Regions from separate parts of the Sus scrofa genome. Here region 2 is linked to region 1. The links are chromatin contacts, called in public HiChIP or PLAC-seq maps. All regions are on one chromosome and are shown on one strand. The core of a region is the stretch at or near the end of the contact, and the rest is flanking DNA. Distances in the headings are between cores, read along the strand shown.

Region 1 (4,667 bases), core at 1,396-3,895:
ATATTTATAATATCTCTTCTCTTATATTTAATTTTTCTTGTCTCGTTGCACTTTTTTCCAAAGGAAAGTTAAATGATGACGGGAAATGGGTATCTGGAGAGCTTTACTTTCTCTCGGTCATGAGTAGGCATTCACTTTATTGCTTCACAACAGAATGCCCCTTTTAGTGTTGGGAAGATTTAGGGCAGCTAGATTTATTACCTTACCCTCTGGCACAGTTGTACAAATACTGTAATAGTTTTGCTTCCCGACTCCTCTTGTCTAGTCTCTGTGATGGCCACATTCTTTTGGTAATTGATGATTTCACCAGGTACATGCATATACCTCATTCGCTTGTCAGTTTTGCGATTTTTTCAGTAGACATTTTATTCCATTTTTCAAAGCTAAATCTTCCTGCTTCAGACTTGGGAGAACATAGTTTTAGATAAATTTTAGGGATAACTAGCCTCATCCTTTTCGGGTGCTGGGGGAAGGGATTATTTGGATTAAGCGAACTGTGAGAAGAAAACCTCCTGCCACACAATCAGCACATCATCTTCTTGGGTAACAAACACCACGACACCAACCGGGAGGAACCCAGGAGGTTTTGTGGGTAACAGACCTTCTCTCCAACGGCCTCACCTCTTTCTCCTTCTGACTTGCTCTTTGGAAAGCACTGAGCTGTGTCGTGGTTTTGAACTTGTGCAGAAGGAAGAATGGAAGGGAGCAACCTGTTGCAGGATGCGTGCCTGTGTGCACACACACACACACACAAATGTCAGCCATGGATGACTGCATTTTTCTACTACGACCTACTATGGCATTACACAACCAGTGCATGTGTGTGTGTATCCAGACAAGCTAATCTGTAGAATGCGAGTGTGTCTTTGTGTTGTGGTTAACACCTCCCCACTTTCACAGGCAGAGATAAAACATATGGGGCCGCAAGCAAGTGAGAGTAGAAATAAGACAGGCCCCTTTTTGTACCACATTGTCGGGTGGGTTGAATACGACACGTGAAGGAGTAGAGGCAGGAACCCACACAGAGCAGTACCTCCAGGCTCTGGCACGACAGCGATAGCCACCGGAGTGGCCTGCCCAAGGGAGGACAAGAGTCAGAGCTGGGCTGGCCCAAGCCTTCCCCATCTTGGTCATGTTTCCAAGCTCTAACAGGTGCCTTGCAGGTGCCAGCCTCTGGCATTCAGAGCTGGACGCTTCCACCCCATCCGGCCTTCAGCACGTCAAGTTCTCCTAACAATATGCTATAGGGTCGGTCCAAGAGATCCAGTTTCTTGCTTCTGTGGTGTTCATTTTGCACGTGAAGTTGAAAGTTTGGTGACCACAGGGAAGGAGGTACAATTTTGAGTGTATCTTTCTTCTCTCCATCAAATGCCCCCACTTTTCTCGAAGTCATTGACAGTTCTCACTCTCTGCCGAGAGAGTGGTCTACGGCCGGCACCTGTCTATACCCTGCTCCTCAACACAGACTTTGACTACTGAGTGAACCCAGTAAAAACGGATCACACTGGATAATCACATCATTTCTTTATTTTAACGTTTGCTATAAATATTTTATACTACACACTTGTATGCGCTTATATCTCAAGTATGAGATGGAGATACGTTTCGGGTTTGAAAGTAAAAAATGTTACAAATGTTCTTCAAAGTTACATCAATATGCCAACCCTCTGTAGAGTTTCACCAGGGTTTTTGAACTAAAGTTGAAAGGGAATTGCATGAGTCTGAGCTTTTTCCAAATTAAATTATCATGTCTACTTATGACCGTCAGTTCCTGTCATGTAACATGATTACATGGGCTTTATCAGAAGTGACACATTGGGTGATTTATAGGATGTGTCAGCCAGCAAGATACAAAGGCTGATAATTTCCTGTAATTACTTTTAAAAGAATTTTGAAAATGGACTTTAAATAAATAGTACGGGGCTTCTAGGCTTCTATTTGAAGTAATATTAAAATATCGCTCCAAGATATTACAAGGAATCAAACAATGCAGCCTTTTAACTAACTGATTCAAGCATTGAAGAATAGACACTGTTTTTAAAACATGTTCATTATAGTTGATTTGCAATGATCCTTCAATTTCTGCTGTACAGGATAGTGACCAGTCACACACACACACACACACACACACACACACACACACACACACACACACATTCTTTTTCTCACATTATGCTCCATCACGTCCTATCCCCAGACTGGATGTAGTTCCCTGTGCTGTGCAGCAGGACCTCACTGCCCATCCATTCGAAATGCAAGAGTTTGCATCGACCCACCCCCACTTCCCGGTCCATCCCCTCCCGCCCCTCCCCCAGGGCAGCCACAAGCCTGCTCCCAGAGACACGGTTTTTTTCACGGCGTCTTCCTAAACTGAGAGTTGGTCGGGATGACCTGGGGCTTGCTCATCCTTCAGCCGGCAGAGAGATTCTGCTGCGTCTCTCGCTTTGCGGCCGTGTCCTTGTTCATCTAATCTGTGAGTCACTTGTGCCCCTTGCTCTGAATTCACTCCTCTGCTCATTTCCTTGCCAAAGCTTTCTCACCTTTCACAGCCAAGGGGGAAAAATGCCACTGCCAAGAAGCAGTCACTTCCAGGGATCCCTGGGTTTTGAATAATCCCCCGGCCTGGGGTCCGTGCCAGTCTGTCCCCGAGGCTCTGAGTCATCACGACTACCTGTTCTGCAAGTGAAGCTTCCCACGCTCAGCTGTGATTTCCTGCCAAAATGTGTAGCAACAGGCTACGGCCCGTTTTGCCGTTTCTTTCTCGACGGTGTCTCGGTCCCGCCTCTTGACTGGTGACGCACTGCACTTTAGAGTCTCTATCTTCGCAGACCTGACATCGAGTCAGCGCAGCAAGAGGGAAACAAGGGGCTTAGAACGCCTCAGACACACAGGCTTTATTTCTATTATTTGGGTTTTTAGGGCCACACCCGTGGCACAAGGAAGGTCCCAGGCTAGGGGTCCGATCAGAGCTGCAGCTGCCGGCCTGCACCACAGCCAGAGGAACCCTGGAGCTGAGCCACATCTGCAACCTACACCACAATTCATGGCAACACCAGATCCTTAACCCACGGAGCGAGGCCAGGGATCGAACCTGCATTTTCACGGACACTATGTTGGGTTCTTGACCCACTGAGCCACCAGGGGAACTCCAGGTGTGGCTTTAAACTGAATTCCCCATCTGTTCCCTGGGGAATTTTGAAGAAGCGGCTCACCCTGCTGGCGGCTCACACTGGGAATCCGTGAAATAGCCTCCCTGATGTTCACTGGGCCGGCATCACGGGCCGGCCAAGGCCCAGTCCCTCGTCCCTCATTCTGTAGGCCAGGAACTTGCACTAAGTACATTTCCGGATGCACTTGCTGCTCAGAAATATCAGGTGATGAAATACTGGCCGGGGTGTGAGCTTTACTTCCACGCCGGACGGTCGTTCAGATCTCTCACCCGGCTGCAATGCCTGCAGGGAACCCCGATGAGCATCCGGCCCAGTTTACCTGGCTGCCCAAAGCTTTTACCGACAGCCAGCGTTCCTGTCCAGGGTATTGCTTCACAACAGAGCTGACGTCTCCCTAGTCCACTTAGTCATACCCTCCCTCCATGTACCCGGGACCCACCGTTTTTTCCAATGAGAGGATAATTTCTTGGGGGTCAGCGACCATATCTTTCTCATGCATTCACCCTGGCAAGTCAGCTGCCGTGGCAACACAGCCAGTGTTCATCTTTACGGACTAAAGCGAGGGATGTACAGATGTGTGTCAGAAAAGATCTTCTATTTTTGTTCTCATGAAAGATGTTGAGGAGAGAAAGACAGTTGTGCCCTGCTGTCTCGCTGTGTATGTTTCCTAAGACGGAGCTTCGGAGCTGGGGGTTTTCTGCGGTCTTGTGTCTCAAGGTCCCAGAGTCCTGAGGGCTTAGGGCTTAGCACACAGCATGACGGAAATGATGAATGAAGGAGCGACTTCACAGAAACTGAGGTTCACCTTCATCCTTTCAATGTATAACATCTCGTTATCTGATCATCTACCAACAAGTGCCTGGTCAGAATTTGCCCTGCCCTCAGAAGGCTGTACGGTCTTAAAAAGTGGTTTCCAGTAAATTAAGAGCCCGGCTGTTGGGAGCTTGGCTTAGTTTACACCCATCGGGTAGTTTATTGATTTACTAGAAATCTCTCCGCTTGCAAAAGTGGGTGGGTCAGACAAGGTCGTTTTTCCTAAGCTGATTTCAACACCAGAAAATTCTTTGAAGCCCGAGTTAGTTTCCGTCTATTTCTTACCTCCTTAACTCACTAACTCCAACAGGAAACACACGTTTCAATTACCTGGTGAAAAGTCTCACCAGGTAACTGAAATGTGCCAAAAAATAAGCACTTGAAAGCCAGCGCTCAGCTAAGTAGGACCACAGGTTTTTATTAAAATTCGGAGATTCTCTTCCATGTGGAGCCACAATGGGTCATGAGACAAGAATTCTTGGGACTGCCCTATGTGCAAATGTCCAAGAACCCCTGGAAGCTCTCAACATAGGGTGAAAATACGGTCAAAGCTGTTTCTTAGGAGAAAGACAATCCCCTCTTTAAAAAAGGGGGCAGTTTCAGGACCGGATTAGGAAAGGATGGCTTTTAATCAACTCTGTCTATTCTAACTCACTGAAGCACGGGAGGTGCAGTATTGAACTT
Region 2 (4,667 bases), core at 697-3,196, 310 kb before region 1:
CTGAAGCCCAACTGAGGGGTTCCCATCATGGCTCAGCGGTAATGTACCCAACTAGTATCCATGAGGACACGGGTCTGACCCCTGGCCTTGCTCAGTGGGTTCAGCATCCAGTGTTGCTGTGAGCTGTGGTGTAGCTCGCAGACACGGCTTGGATCTGGTGTTACTGTGGCTGTGATGTAGGCCAGTGGCTACAGCTCCGATTCAACCTCTAGCCTGGGAACCTCCATATGCCACACATTTAGCCCTAAAAACAAACAAAGAAACAAAAACCAATTTGAAAGCATTTCCAGGGAGAAAAGGACATGCATGGGTATGGAGGTGGGAAGAGACATCTAAGATTAAATGCCACCTGCATTTCACTACAAAGATTCATTTCCATTTTTTTAAAGAGAGGTTTACAGTAACTTTATTCATAGTTGCCATAACTTGGAGCTAACCAAGATGTCCTTCATTAGATGATGGATAAATTCAGATAGTGGAATGTTTTTCAGTGGAAACCTGGAAGCCTGAAGCTGTGAAGACCCATGATGCTGGAGCACACAGTGAGGGGAGGTACCACTAGGAGGCAGGAAGAAAGAAGAAGGTGACTGACGTTTGCTGACCCCATACGACAGCTGCTTTTAGCATCTCCTAAAACCTTCACAACAGCCCAATTAAAGAGACTTTGTTGGGTCCAATTTGCAGGTGAGGGGACAGTGCCCAAGGGAAAGTGGGGCCCGGATGTGGGAAGTGGGGGCTGAGGTAAGGACTCCGGACTTGGGAGTGATGAGAGCAGGAAAAGGGAGCTGACCCCAGGTCAGATACCACACTGACCACAAGACAGGGCCCAGTGGAGAAAGGAGAGCAGGCTGCACAGGAAGACAGGGGTCACATGAGCGGGACACCGTGCCAGTCCTCCTCTGCTCCATCCAGGGACTGCGGGTGTGAAAGACTCACTGACCATGGGGTCAAGGGGCTGCTGAGAAGGGGCCTAGGCTGATGGCCACAAAAAGACACATGTGTCTCAAAGTCACCCTTCTTCTGGGCAGCAGCCTTAGCCAGAGGAGGAAAGAGCTGACTAACTCCACTGTGCATTTGTTTCCTACCTGCCCCCTGTAGGTGTTCTGGGGGTGGTACTAGAAACTGTTATGGCTATCCTGCTGGGATGTGGTCATTCCCAGGAAGCAGTACAGGGATGACGGGACGGCGGCCCACAGCCAGACAAGCCCATTATGGAGATGAGAGCTACTGGGGGCTTCCCAAGAAGCAATTTCAGGGAAAACATCCAAGAGCCACTTAAGGGGGACATATGATAAAGATGAATGATAAAAAGGACAAGATAGTGAATCCCAAGAGAGGTAGGCAAAACCAAAGCCATATAGAGAGAGATGGACGCTGATGGGTACAGACCTACACCAGAGGGAGACATGAACAGTAGGCCAGTGTTTACAGCCAGTACGGATGAAACTCAGGCATTTCATCTGGAATTCAGGGTTCCAAGTATTTATGCAGTAAGTTTTAACAACAACAACAAAAAAAGGTGCAATAATGAATAAAATTTACTCATCCCCGAAACAATGTATTACTCTTGTCATTAAGAAAAAAAAAGAAAAGAAAAGAAAATGAAGACCCAAGTAGTCCAGTGTCACGTGATTAGGCCAGGACACAAGCGCACTTAGGAAGAAGCACCCCCTTCACGGGATCTGCTGGTTAAAGGTTCACTTCCAATTACAGCTAAATGTGCCAAATGTTCATTCCAGTTCAGCAAAAGCTTCCTCTGAACTGTATGGATTTATTTCACATTAATCAGCTATTGTACTCAACATGCTAGGGTGAGAGGAGTCGTTTACTTGATCAAGTCAGGCGATACGGAGCACAGACAGGCGTTATTAATACCACTTATCATCCCAAGCTCTTAGCTTGCTAAATATGTGAATCTTGTTACCACGTGGTTATCAAGGCAGAGTTATGAAACGCCCCAGGGCCGACTCTGCAAATGCAAGTCACATATTCTGCAGGAGGTTCTGGAAGAGGGGCTGAATTCTATTCCAGGAAGCAGAGGAAGTGTCACAAGACAGACATGCGCCAATTTGAACTGCCAAGTGGACCTCTTCCCATTTTACATACCCCGTGGTTTCTAAATAATGCACATGTCAGCTGCACGGATACTAGACGCCACTATGGGTTCTGACAGGCTGCCCCAATTCCCATCAGTCAGGGCCCATGTCTCCCAGGAAACTCAAAGTGAGATTGGGGAAGGTAGCCAAGTGGTTGGGACTCAGCTGGAAAGTGGATTCTGGAACATCCAAAGTCTGAGAGACTGGTTCAAATTGAGAGAACTATGGAGAGAGTCTGGAGAACTGACAGGGGCATGGTAGGATGAGGCAGCTTCCAGTTAGAAGGCCATACTCAATCCAGCACTCTTAGAATGGCCTTTTTGATGCAGAAGTCCAGATGCTAAGGAGAGAAGCTCTGATCTCTCAGTAAAGAAGGAACACTCTTGCTCTGTGAGCCTGGGGAGGTCAAAAACTAAGTTGAAGATGAGATTATTTCATGTGGGCATATTCTTCAAGTCCTCCTCTTTCTCCTGAAGGCCAGCATCATCAGCACACACTGCCTTCATTTCTGATGCTTTCATCACACCATTTTTCTATCAGACAGAACAGTCATTTCCCAAAATCTCCAACCTGGATACTTTGTTCCCAAGATATATCCATTCCCTCGTATTTTCAATACGCCACCACAGCATGACTGGGATGTTTTAAATTCACACCTTCCCAGCTCACACTTCCATCCCACTAAAGGATCTGGTATGCCTGCAGAGCAGTAAATTTCAGTTTTTAAAATTGTTGTTCTCTAGTGCTTGTGAGTCATGCAAAGGGCAATGGCTTGATGGTTTTATTAAATGTACAGGCACCACGGTTTGAAAGATGTAGGGACTGAATGTCTGTGTCCCCCCAAAATCCGGCCCTTCAATGTGACAGTATTAGGAGGGGCCTTTGGAAGATGATTAGGATTAGCAGGGTCAGGAGGGTGGGGCACTCACAGATGGGATTAGTGCCTCTAGGAGAGTCTGGGGAGAGCTTGCTTTGCCCTTCTCCTGCTCTCTCAGCCATGTGAAGATGAAATGAGAGGCTGGCATCTGCAACCAGAAAGAGTTCTCCCCAGATCCCACTCTGCTAGGCCCCTGATCTTGACTCCCGGCCTCTACCATCATGAGAAATAAATGTATGCCTTTATAATCTACCCAATCTGCCATATTCTTGTTGATACAGTGTAGCGGCCACAGCTGTCTTAGAGTATCCAAGAGTGTTCAACCTCCAGATATTAGATTAGACCTTAGGGAAAAAACATGCTAATGATTCAGTGACCTGGCAACCCTACGCATATAAAGTGAGCAGCAGGCGCAGCCTCAGCAGAAAAAACAACTAAAATCTTTAAATTTGAGGTAATTCCAAGACTATAGCTAACACAGGAGTTATATTACGGCAGGGATAAATGACTAGACATATAAACACCAGAAGAATTTCTCTCAGTCAAGCAATGGTCTACTTGACTGAAATTACACTGCAGAACTTACTTGGAAATGGGAAGGAAGAAAGTAGAAGGAATAACTGGAAGCACAGATTTTCTGCAATCTACTTCCATCACTGACCCTTGGAGAACTCAAAATTTGCTATTCATGGACTTGTTGGAAAGTAATCACAGTGGCGCTAAATTTGGACTACTTGATTAACTAATAAAAGTAGACATGATATAAAACTTCCAAAATATTAACTGTATAATTTGAAAACTATTTTAAAATTACTTTAATATTTGATTAAACGTAGATTTGTTTTAAAATCACACTTTTTTAACCAAACAGGACCAGTAACTAACTTTGATTCCTAAAGTGGGAGCATACTTGCAATTTCATCAAATAAGGGATATGTGCCAGGGTGCCTGGAGGGGACTGAGCCTATGACCTATGCTGATGTGAAAAACCAAATATTTGCCATGCCTCCTGATTCCCTGGTAATTTAATTTCAGACTAATTAACAGAGAATTTGACAGTCCCAATTAACCTGATAATCAAGAATCCCCATATAGGAGAGATCTCCTGGAGAATTTTCTATGTGGGCAGCCACTTTAACTGTCATCTTGAGGTGTCCAGAAATCTAACTCAATGAAATCGGTGGCACTATTTCCCCAGGAAACATGTACTGTTTTCAAATCCTCCATGTACAAAGTTTCATAAATGGCTGATTATTAACGCATTGGATCAATACTGCTATGAACAGGAGGAACTGACTGAGCTCCTAACGTGTGTGTTAGGAGAGGTCCTCCTCACATGGCAGTATCTGGTGTAATCCTCAAACTTCCTAGAGTGAGATCTTATTACCCCCTTAGCCGGCATGGAACCTGAGACCACAAGTACCCAAGTAAGCGTCCAGAGTGAGTGGTGGGCCCAGAACTCCTTCTGTAGCCTGAAACCACAGCCTGGCTCCTTCCACCAGCCTGCTCAAAAAGTCCTAAGCAAAAATTATCCGATTTACTCATCCATTCATTTAATCCCTGTGTTGTACCCCCAAATTATTTTAAAGTCATTCCAAGTAGCTTTAACAGAGTGAACTTCTTTAACAAGATTAATTCAAACTATATTCACAAGTGCTGAATGAATTTATGTGCCAAATTAGAATATATTACAA

Evidence for each region. HiChIP or PLAC-seq counts read pairs in DNA pulled down with a chosen protein or histone mark.
Region 2: a contact with region 1 is called in an H3K27ac HiChIP or PLAC-seq map of alveolar macrophages. The contact joins two enhancer-like sites. A contact is called at or near these places in 1 of 47 Hi-C or Micro-C datasets (embryonic fibroblasts) and 1 of 2 datasets of contacts at active chromatin or transcription factors (alveolar macrophages).

The regions. Positions count from the first base shown.
Region 1 is chr10:66,247,184-66,251,850 of Sscrofa11.1, reverse strand. No RefSeq gene overlaps it. Among named protein-coding and RNA genes, the nearest start is that of KLF6, 240 kb to the left of the region's middle. Within about 2 kb of position 2,645, at least 17 of the 83 cell types and tissues checked have an H3K27ac peak or open chromatin away from gene starts, as enhancers often do. A contact at or near this core is called in alveolar macrophages, where this site is marked.
Region 2 is chr10:66,557,735-66,562,401 of Sscrofa11.1, reverse strand. The region is part of intron 1 of LOC102157904 (a long non-coding RNA gene); the gene reads right to left. Among named protein-coding and RNA genes, the nearest start is that of KLF6, 72 kb to the right of the region's middle. Within about 2 kb of position 1,946, at least 13 of the 83 cell types and tissues checked have an H3K27ac peak or open chromatin away from gene starts, as enhancers often do. A contact at or near this core is called in alveolar macrophages, where this site is marked.